Linked DNA regions of Gossypium hirsutum: all the other regions are linked to region 2. A link is a contact called in public Hi-C data. All regions are on one chromosome and are shown on one strand. The core of a region is the stretch at or near the end of the contact, and the rest is flanking DNA. Distances in the headings are between cores, read along the strand shown.

Region 1 (2,700 bases), core at 14-2,513, 400 kb before region 2:
CAATCAAAAGCAAAATAGAAATAAAAGTTGGGAATACCTTCAGGGATTGTGAGAAGAGGCTGAGAAGAGAAATCACAAAGGCAAGGTGGGCAAGTGTTGGAAGTGTAGCTGAAGGCTACTAACCCTTCCATGAAATGCCAATACAAAGGTGGACCCACTATGTAGCCGAATAAACAGAGGCCCAATAGACACAACCCCACCTTCAACGCCGCTGTCTGGTTCACTGCCATCTCTTCTATCCCAGAGTCTAACTGGAAACCAAATCAAGACTGAAGTAATTTGATGCAGTAGTCGGCAAAATGTCAAATCCTAACCATGCATTTTGATTCAATACAAAATGCTAATGTCAAGCGAGGGAAAGGAGAGCAAAGACGTGAATAGCATCTACAAAAGACGAACTAAACTATTAGTCGCCTTACTGAGACCATAGTGTTAACTAGGGTTGTAAATGAATAACGCGTTTGATTAACGGTTCACTTATGTTCGTTTATAACTTAAATCGCATAATTATCAAAACTTATAACATAAAAGAGATCAAACCTTAACTAAATCAAACAAACTAATCGAAGGAACAAGCAATTAAAACCGCCATTGAAATTAATAAGAACTGCAAATCAATTACTGAAACTAAAGCACCAAAGATAAAAAAAATTAAAAATAAAGAGAAATCCATAATAATTTTATATACTTACACGAAATTGAAGACGAAGATAAACAAGAAATTAAATAATTTATATTAGAATAAAAAGAATTAAAATTTGAATATAGATTTAAAAATTTATTTTTCAAAAGGAAATAAAATGAAGAAAGGGAAGAGCGTACAGATTTGCGGTGTAGAGAATCAGCGAGGGCGAAATCCCGAACAGCCACTCACCAGATCCTCATCATCTTTCTTCTTTTGGTCCTCAGCCGTACAGATCTTGGAAGAATCCGAAGCAGCTGCAGGACGGCTTCAGCATATGAGATCGAAAGACATGATTCCCTCCCCCCCTCCCGATAGAAGCAAAAGGAAGAGGCTAGGGTTTTAATTGAATGTTGAAAAGGAAATTGGAACAGTCAAATTGCACACCGCGTCTCTTCCGTTGGTTGAGATTAAAGGTGGGTAGGCATGAAATCTTCAAGAGAGAAAATTTATGAGAAGGGGATTTTGATCGATGAAACGAAAGGGAATAGAATCAGGGTTTTTAGCAGCACAAAACTGGGGATATAGGGGAGGGGGTGAAAATAAAACGACGCGATTTAGATGGAAAGTGTATCTCAACTTTTTGCGGCGTTTTCATAAAAAATGCCACTATAACTCAATTTTTTGTGGTGTTTTTTTCCAAAAAAGGCCACTATTGTTTAATTTTATTTTCTTCATTTTAATATTTTTTTCTATTTTTTTCTTTTAAAATTTTTATACTGAGATTATCATTTTTTAGAATTTTTATTTTTTTAAATTTTGAATATTGATCTTTTTAACTGAAATATGGACTAAAATATTAAATATTAAAATTTTAAGTTTTTAATTTTTAAATTTTTAATTTTTAAATTTTTAAATTTTTTGAAGATTTTATCATTTTTAAACTAACATATAAAATACAAAATGAAACTTTAATAGAAATAAAATGGAATCGATGAATTAAAAAAAATACAAAATGACAAAGCAATACAAGTATTATTCTTTTAAGTATAAATACATCAATATATTGAATATTGAATATATAAATATAAAATGATGTTATATCAATAATTGTGTTAATAATTTACAAGAACTGGATCAAATTAAAGTTCATGCATGTATACAATTGCACACTGAACCATTGTTCATGTATGCTTTTGGGATTTAACCCATTTTGATATATTTTTAAAAAAAATAATAATTTATATTTATCTTATTTAGATTTATATTATAAAAAAAATCCAAGATACACAAGTAGTTCACCATATTTACCCCTAAACACTAAAAATTAAATCCCAAATCCTAAACCATAAACCCTAAATCCTAGACCATGAACATATATATATACTTAATATCCATATGAAATTTATTTTTTAGATTTTAGGGTTTATGATTTAAGAGTTTATGATTTATGGTTTATAGTTTAGGGTTTGGGATTTATGATCTATAGTTTATGAGTTTATGATTTGAGATTTAGGGTCTAGTGTTTAAAGAGTTATTGATCAGTGTTTTTAGTTTTAGGGGTTTATGATTAGAGATTAGTTTTAAGGCTTGGGGTTTAGTGGTTGGAGTTTTAAGAGTTTATGATTTGAGATTTAGGGTCTAGTGTTTAAAGAGTTATTGATCAGTGTTTTTAGTTTTAGGGGTTTATGATTAGAGATTTAGGGTCTGAGGGCTAAAATGTTGTTGATTTAAGGGGTTAGGGGTTAGGGTTTAGAAAAAGCCATAACATTGATTTTAATAGCTTTGTAACTTAATTAAATGAAAACTTCTAATTAAATAGTTTGGTTATCAAAGTGTAACTTTTCATAATTAAGTAACTAAAATGAAATTAACTTTCCCATAGCTAAGTGAATGGTGTAGTTAATTTATATTGTTTATAAAGTCAGTTTTAGATATGATCAAAATAAAATTGAATTCAAAATAAAAATAAGACCTTATTTAATTTGTTATAATTTGGTCCTATCCAAATAGATAATTACCTATCCAATATAAATTTGTTACTTTTTTTTATTTATATTTCAATAAATAATTTGTTA
Region 2 (2,700 bases), core at 30-2,529:
AAAAAGGCAGGCAGATTACCTTCACCTCCCAAAAATAAGGCCTGAAACACACAGCAATGAAGATCTTACAACATTCGCTCAAGTGAGGTAATAAATTACAGTATTATGCCAAAATTTTAGAAGTAAATCCTCACTATATTGGGTGATATGCCACCAGCAATAGCAGCACCACCAATTGTGTATTCTAGAATCAAAGACCAACCGATCAACCAAGCAACACTGCAAGTAACCACATTCTTACCTTACAAACCGAAATCAGATGCAATTATATAGAAAAACTGGAAAATATAAAATGATCCAATGATTTTAGTTTACCTTTCCCCTATGCATATATAGGTATAATGATATGCACTCCCAGCAGATGGGCAACGACTAGCAAGCTCTGCATAACAAAATGCGGAGAGTGCGGCAGCTAGTCCGGCAATGAGAAATGAAACAGTAAGAGCAGGTCCTGTGTGCTCTCTAGCAACTGTTCCAACAAGAACATATACCCCAGCTCCAATGGTTGTCCCTACTCCTGATTAATACAACATTCATTTAACAAATGTCAATGTGTATGAAACATCTAAAACGACTACCGCTATAGCTCCAAACATGAATTAAAATCCTTAAAGAAAACCAACAAACACCCATCACCCCCACATTCAACAAGCTCAGTATTCAGTCACCCTGGTTCCATCTCCATGACTAAAACTGCACTAAAGACCAAATTTTCAGAGAAACAACCAACACTTTTGCTTCAAAACAAAAACCAATAAAACAGGAGAGCACAGGAATAAACTGAAATGCCTATAAAACCAGAATATATATATATATCAAATGAAAATATGAGATAAGATGAACAAAAAATAAAATAAAATAAACCCAAATAGCAGAAGTACAAATTGAAGCAAATTAATAGCAGGAATACCAATGGCAGTGAGGTCAAGAGCAGTTAGTTTCCTGGCTAATTGGTGACCTTCTCTCCTTACATGGACCGAATCAACTTGTTTTCTTCTAACTAAGCTTTTGAAACCCTTTGAACACTTTGAAAGTAGTGCTTCACCCTTGTCTTGCATACTAACAATCATACTTCAAAAAAATTCCTTTTGTTTACTTCCTGTTTTGTTGGGTGAAAATTTTATTAGTAGAGAATAAAAAGAAAGAGCTTTTGATGAATTTACAGGAAACCCATATGACAAATAATGTTAAAGAATTAGAAAGAAGAAAGGTTTTTGACTTTTTGGAGATAACTGAGAGGCAGAGAGATAACAGCTTTGGTCTAAATATGGGGCGAACACGTCGTGGTTACGTGTAAAAGAGTCTTCATATTTATATCCCCATCCAATCTAAACAAAGAAACCATTAAAACAGCATTAATGCGATAACATCAGTTAAATTTTTGTTTTTTTTTTTTTTGTCAATTACAATTTTCTTCTTGTTGAAATACCATTCACAATTTAATATTGTACAACTCCATCAAAATAATTATGAAATAGCCTTTTTAAGTATTGATACTTAATGATAACTAATTTTTAATTACAGAATAAATAAATATATGATATCTTTTTTTATAAAGTTAAAACAATTTATTTTTATTTTATCTATAAAAAAATTTACTATATATATTTTTGAGTACTTTTTATTATATTAATATGAAATATATATATATTACTAATACTGGTAATTGAGGAATGTGAAAGTGAAAACTACATGCTTATGTAATGAAACACATAATCTGTTATGTATCGCATAATTTGATATATATATATGTAATATATATAATTGAAATTATATTTTGGCTTATTTCATAGTGAAAAAAGAAATTATGTAATACATATATTTATAAAATATATATAAAAATAATATATGAAATTTTGGTTAAATGATAAAAATATAATTACTAAAAAATATTGGGGTTTGAATTTAAATCTTATTATATTTATTCATATTTCTATTTTTCAATATAAAATATATAAAATAACAAAAATATTTTCAAAATATTATAATTTACTTTATAAAATAAAAGTAAACTCATCATTATCTAATTGACTCGTGACTCCAAATTATTTTTTGGATCATCATTATTCGACACCTAAAATATTCTATGCAAGAAACTAGTACTTACAGTTTGGATACAACTTTTAAAATTAAAAAAAAAAAAGTAAAATTTAAGCTTTTAAAATTGGAAAACATCAAGCCTTCTATCATGTATAGTTTGTTTGTATATAAAATTACAAAAGTGAAAGTGAGGCCTATAAAATACTTTAGCCAAAGATCCAATCAATCGCTTCAAAGGATTTTCTTGTTTTAAAGGAAAGAATAAAAGAGCTGCTTTCTGAACCTAATCACTGAATCCGTCTAGGTTCTTACAAGCGACAACATGAGAATCAACACGCATATATTTACATACAGTAATACTTTATGGTTGGTAAACATGATTTTCAATGGATTTTTTGTTTTCTTTTTTAAGATTATTTATTTAATATTTTTATACAAACCTAAAGAGCAAATTATACTGTAGCATGTGCCCAACATAAGTACATTGCAAAGGTAACTTAGTCACAGACACAACATACAATACAACAACATGAAAACATTAAAAGAAAAAAGAAACATTCATAAGATAGAGATAAAAAGAGGCCAAGGCAAATGTTTTCCTCGCTAATTAATAGTTTTTCTTTTCTTTTCTTTTGCTTTATCCCTATCTAATGTCCTCCA
Region 3 (2,700 bases), core at 118-2,617, 430 kb before region 2:
TTCCTCTGGTTTTGGGCCTTTAATAGATATAAGCTTTGGAAAACCGCGAGTTGTGGTACTTCATTACGTCGACAACAATCGATAAAATAAGCCACTGTGATCCACCAGGAGAACCCACAGAGTAGACAATGAGCAATCTGGTACTCTTGAAGGAGATGACAGAATAACGAATGTAAGGGCAAGTAGAACCCGACTTCTAGAGCATGGATGGGTAGCAAGAAGCTGTTGTCACTAGTATCAATAAGCCTGTGTAGCCCATCAGGAATGGAGAATTCATAAGCAAAATTAAGGTTTTGAATCCCCTGTGCGCCCAAAGCTCGACTCATTTCTTTTTCTTTTGTAGTGAAATGAAGAAGTTAGCTTTTACAAAGATTTTCAAAAGCACGCTTTCGTGGTGGGTAATGGGGAATTATTCGACCATTAGCCCCTTCATTCTCGACATATTTCTGATGTAGAAAAAGAAGAAAAAAAAGATAGAAGAAAGTTAAAATCTAAGACGAGGATGTTACCAAGATTTACCTTGAAGAAAGCTTCAATCGAGCCTGGTTGTAAAAAATGTTAAAATTGTAAGTTTAGGGTTTCAAAAACCCCTTTAAGGAAGTTTCTCTTCCCCGTATTTTGACGGTTCAAATAACCGAGGAGTGCTAACAGTTAGATACAAATAGGTGCGATTGACTCGTACAAGTGGCGAAGTTAACGTCATGTTCCAGTGGTCACTGCGTATTCTGCAAGCTGTATAAATCGAAGTGATGGCTCTAAGGAGTGTCACTTAATAGCCCTCCTTAAACCCAATAGGGGGGCTAGATTGTTATATACTTATGATCTCCAACCCGAAAACCAGATAAGGTCCGGGTTGCCTACCTGCGACTAGGCTAGGCCTTACCAGATTGATGCGTGCAAGCTTTAGAGTATGAAGTCAGCAAGGAGAGCTCGCGGTCTCAGCTCTCATATACCCAAGGAGTTACACATGTCCAACATGCATAGAGTTTACTAAAACCGTCAATTCTATGAACAGTAACCATGTATATAAATAATCGATTGTCCTCTTTAATGCGACACAACGAAAATAATACTCAACAAATATTTATTTGATTTAAAATTTAATATGTTTTATGTTATTAAATATATTTCTGTGCGTGTATCCACATTTTAATTGTCAATATCATTATTTCTTTTATTGTTAGTTTATGAAATTTCAATAACTTATTTTTTTTTTTAAAAATCCAAACAAAATAATTATAAATATTAGTATTTTTAAAGCATGCATTTTAAAAATTATAATTTAAAAAAATTAAAAATTTTAAAAATTTGATGCAAGGATTTGGATTTTTTTAGGAAGAAATGGATTTTTGGGCTAGATTTGAGATTCAATGGGCTTTCGTGAACACTACTATTATATTTTTCTTGATAAACTAATTTAAAATTGATGTCAACTCGTTCGCAGCTGTTTCTTCCCTGTTTCTCCGATCCCCATCCATGTCAGAAGCTGAACAAGCCAATTCCCCAAAGCCTCCTCCAGTAAACTATCTTTTTTCTCTTCATTTATCTTAAATTCTGTGTATTTTTCTTTTCCATGTATATATGTTTAAGTTCATGCATGTCGACAAATGCTGCCGCTGGTGGGGGGATGGCAATTATCTCCTATAACTGTGAAATTGATTCGAAAATTTGAATTTTGATGCTAGTTTATCAATGGGTTTTGTTAATACACTACATGTTCCATAAAAAACACGATTTTTTATGCTGATTTTACTTTCCGGAAGCAGTCAAATCGATTATCATTTATTTATTTGTGTTCGAATGTGTAGTATTTAGAGGTTTTATGCAAAAGTTCCGGCAAGAAAACCCGGTTTGCAGCCGGCACTAAGGCCGGATTTGCAGTGTCATTGATAAATAGAAAGTTGGGTATCGGAGCTCCGGTTGCCTTGCATATTGAATCCTTTAGAGAAGGGGAGGAACCCATTATTTTTGGCCCTGATGCTGTTCTTGTGAATTATGGCAATGGTTGGAATTTGCAAACTGTTAATGAAATGGATTTTCCTGGTACTTGACTTCTTATCAGATTAAAGTATAATTATGCTTTTGGGTGTTGGGATTGTGTAGGTTCTCATTTGCTTACATCCTTGTCCGTGTTTCCTGTTTAGGCATTGGAAAAGGCAAACATGTTCGGGGATTTCCGACACAGCTCCCTAATGGAAAGGTAATAACATCCTCTAGCATTTCCTTTAATGTATGTTGTCAAGCGGTTTTCAGATTGAACAATTGTCAGGATGATTTGATTAATGTTTTCATGACAAAGAAGAAATAAAATTTTGTAAGCATTACATGCCTCCGCTGAGCTGCTTTACGTCTTCAGTTGCATATCTGCAGTTCTAAGACTAGTTTGGAATTATAGTGGTTGTGTCATTACATGGATGAAGTGTTGTAAAAAGGGAATGCCAATTTGAAAACCTTCCTTTTTGAGGTGCTATTTCCTCATGATCTAGTTGCCGTTACTGGAAATTAGTAATGAGAAATCAATTTTGTTTCAAAGTTTTTAATATTTTCAAATAACCATACAAATTCATATAATTTTCAACAAATATATGCTTATTATAAACATCAAACTAGATTATATTTTTAACAATAAAAATCTGGATTTACGTAAGTCATTTTATTGTTTCAACTCTCTAGTACATGTTCATCTCATATTCTTGATTG

The links. Hi-C and Micro-C count contacts between places; a contact is called where the count stands out from the background.
Region 1: a Hi-C map of leaf shows a contact between it and region 2, with 2.7 times the contacts expected there. The contact joins the promoter of LOC107891240 here to the promoter of LOC107891281 in region 2. A contact is called at or near these places in 4 of 34 Hi-C or Micro-C datasets (all in leaf).
Region 3: a Hi-C map of leaf shows a contact between it and region 2, with 2.0 times the contacts expected there. The contact joins the promoter of LOC107891229 here to the promoter of LOC107891281 in region 2. A contact is called at or near these places in 2 of 34 Hi-C or Micro-C datasets (hypocotyl and leaf).

Annotation. Positions count from the first base shown.
Region 1 is chrA11:92,662,268-92,664,967 of Gossypium_hirsutum_v2.1, forward strand. It overlaps LOC107891240, which reads right to left and starts at 1,264. Exons shown (of 7, transcript XM_041081539.1): 1 at 823-1,264; 2 at 38-384.
Region 2 is chrA11:93,061,407-93,064,106 of Gossypium_hirsutum_v2.1, forward strand. LOC107891281 (cationic amino acid transporter 4, vacuolar) reads right to left here and starts at 1,280. Exons shown (of 14, transcript XM_016816038.2): 1 at 911-1,280; 2 at 316-517; 3 at 135-219; 4 at 1-41. The coding sequence starts at 1,070. LOC107891302 (BTB/POZ and MATH domain-containing protein 4) reads right to left here. Exons shown (of 4, transcript XM_016816055.2): 4 at 2,508-2,700.
Region 3 is chrA11:92,635,804-92,638,503 of Gossypium_hirsutum_v2.1, forward strand. LOC107891229 reads left to right here and starts at 1,368. Exons shown (of 4, transcript XM_016815961.2): 1 at 1,368-1,518; 2 at 1,809-2,043; 3 at 2,145-2,200. The coding sequence starts at 1,477.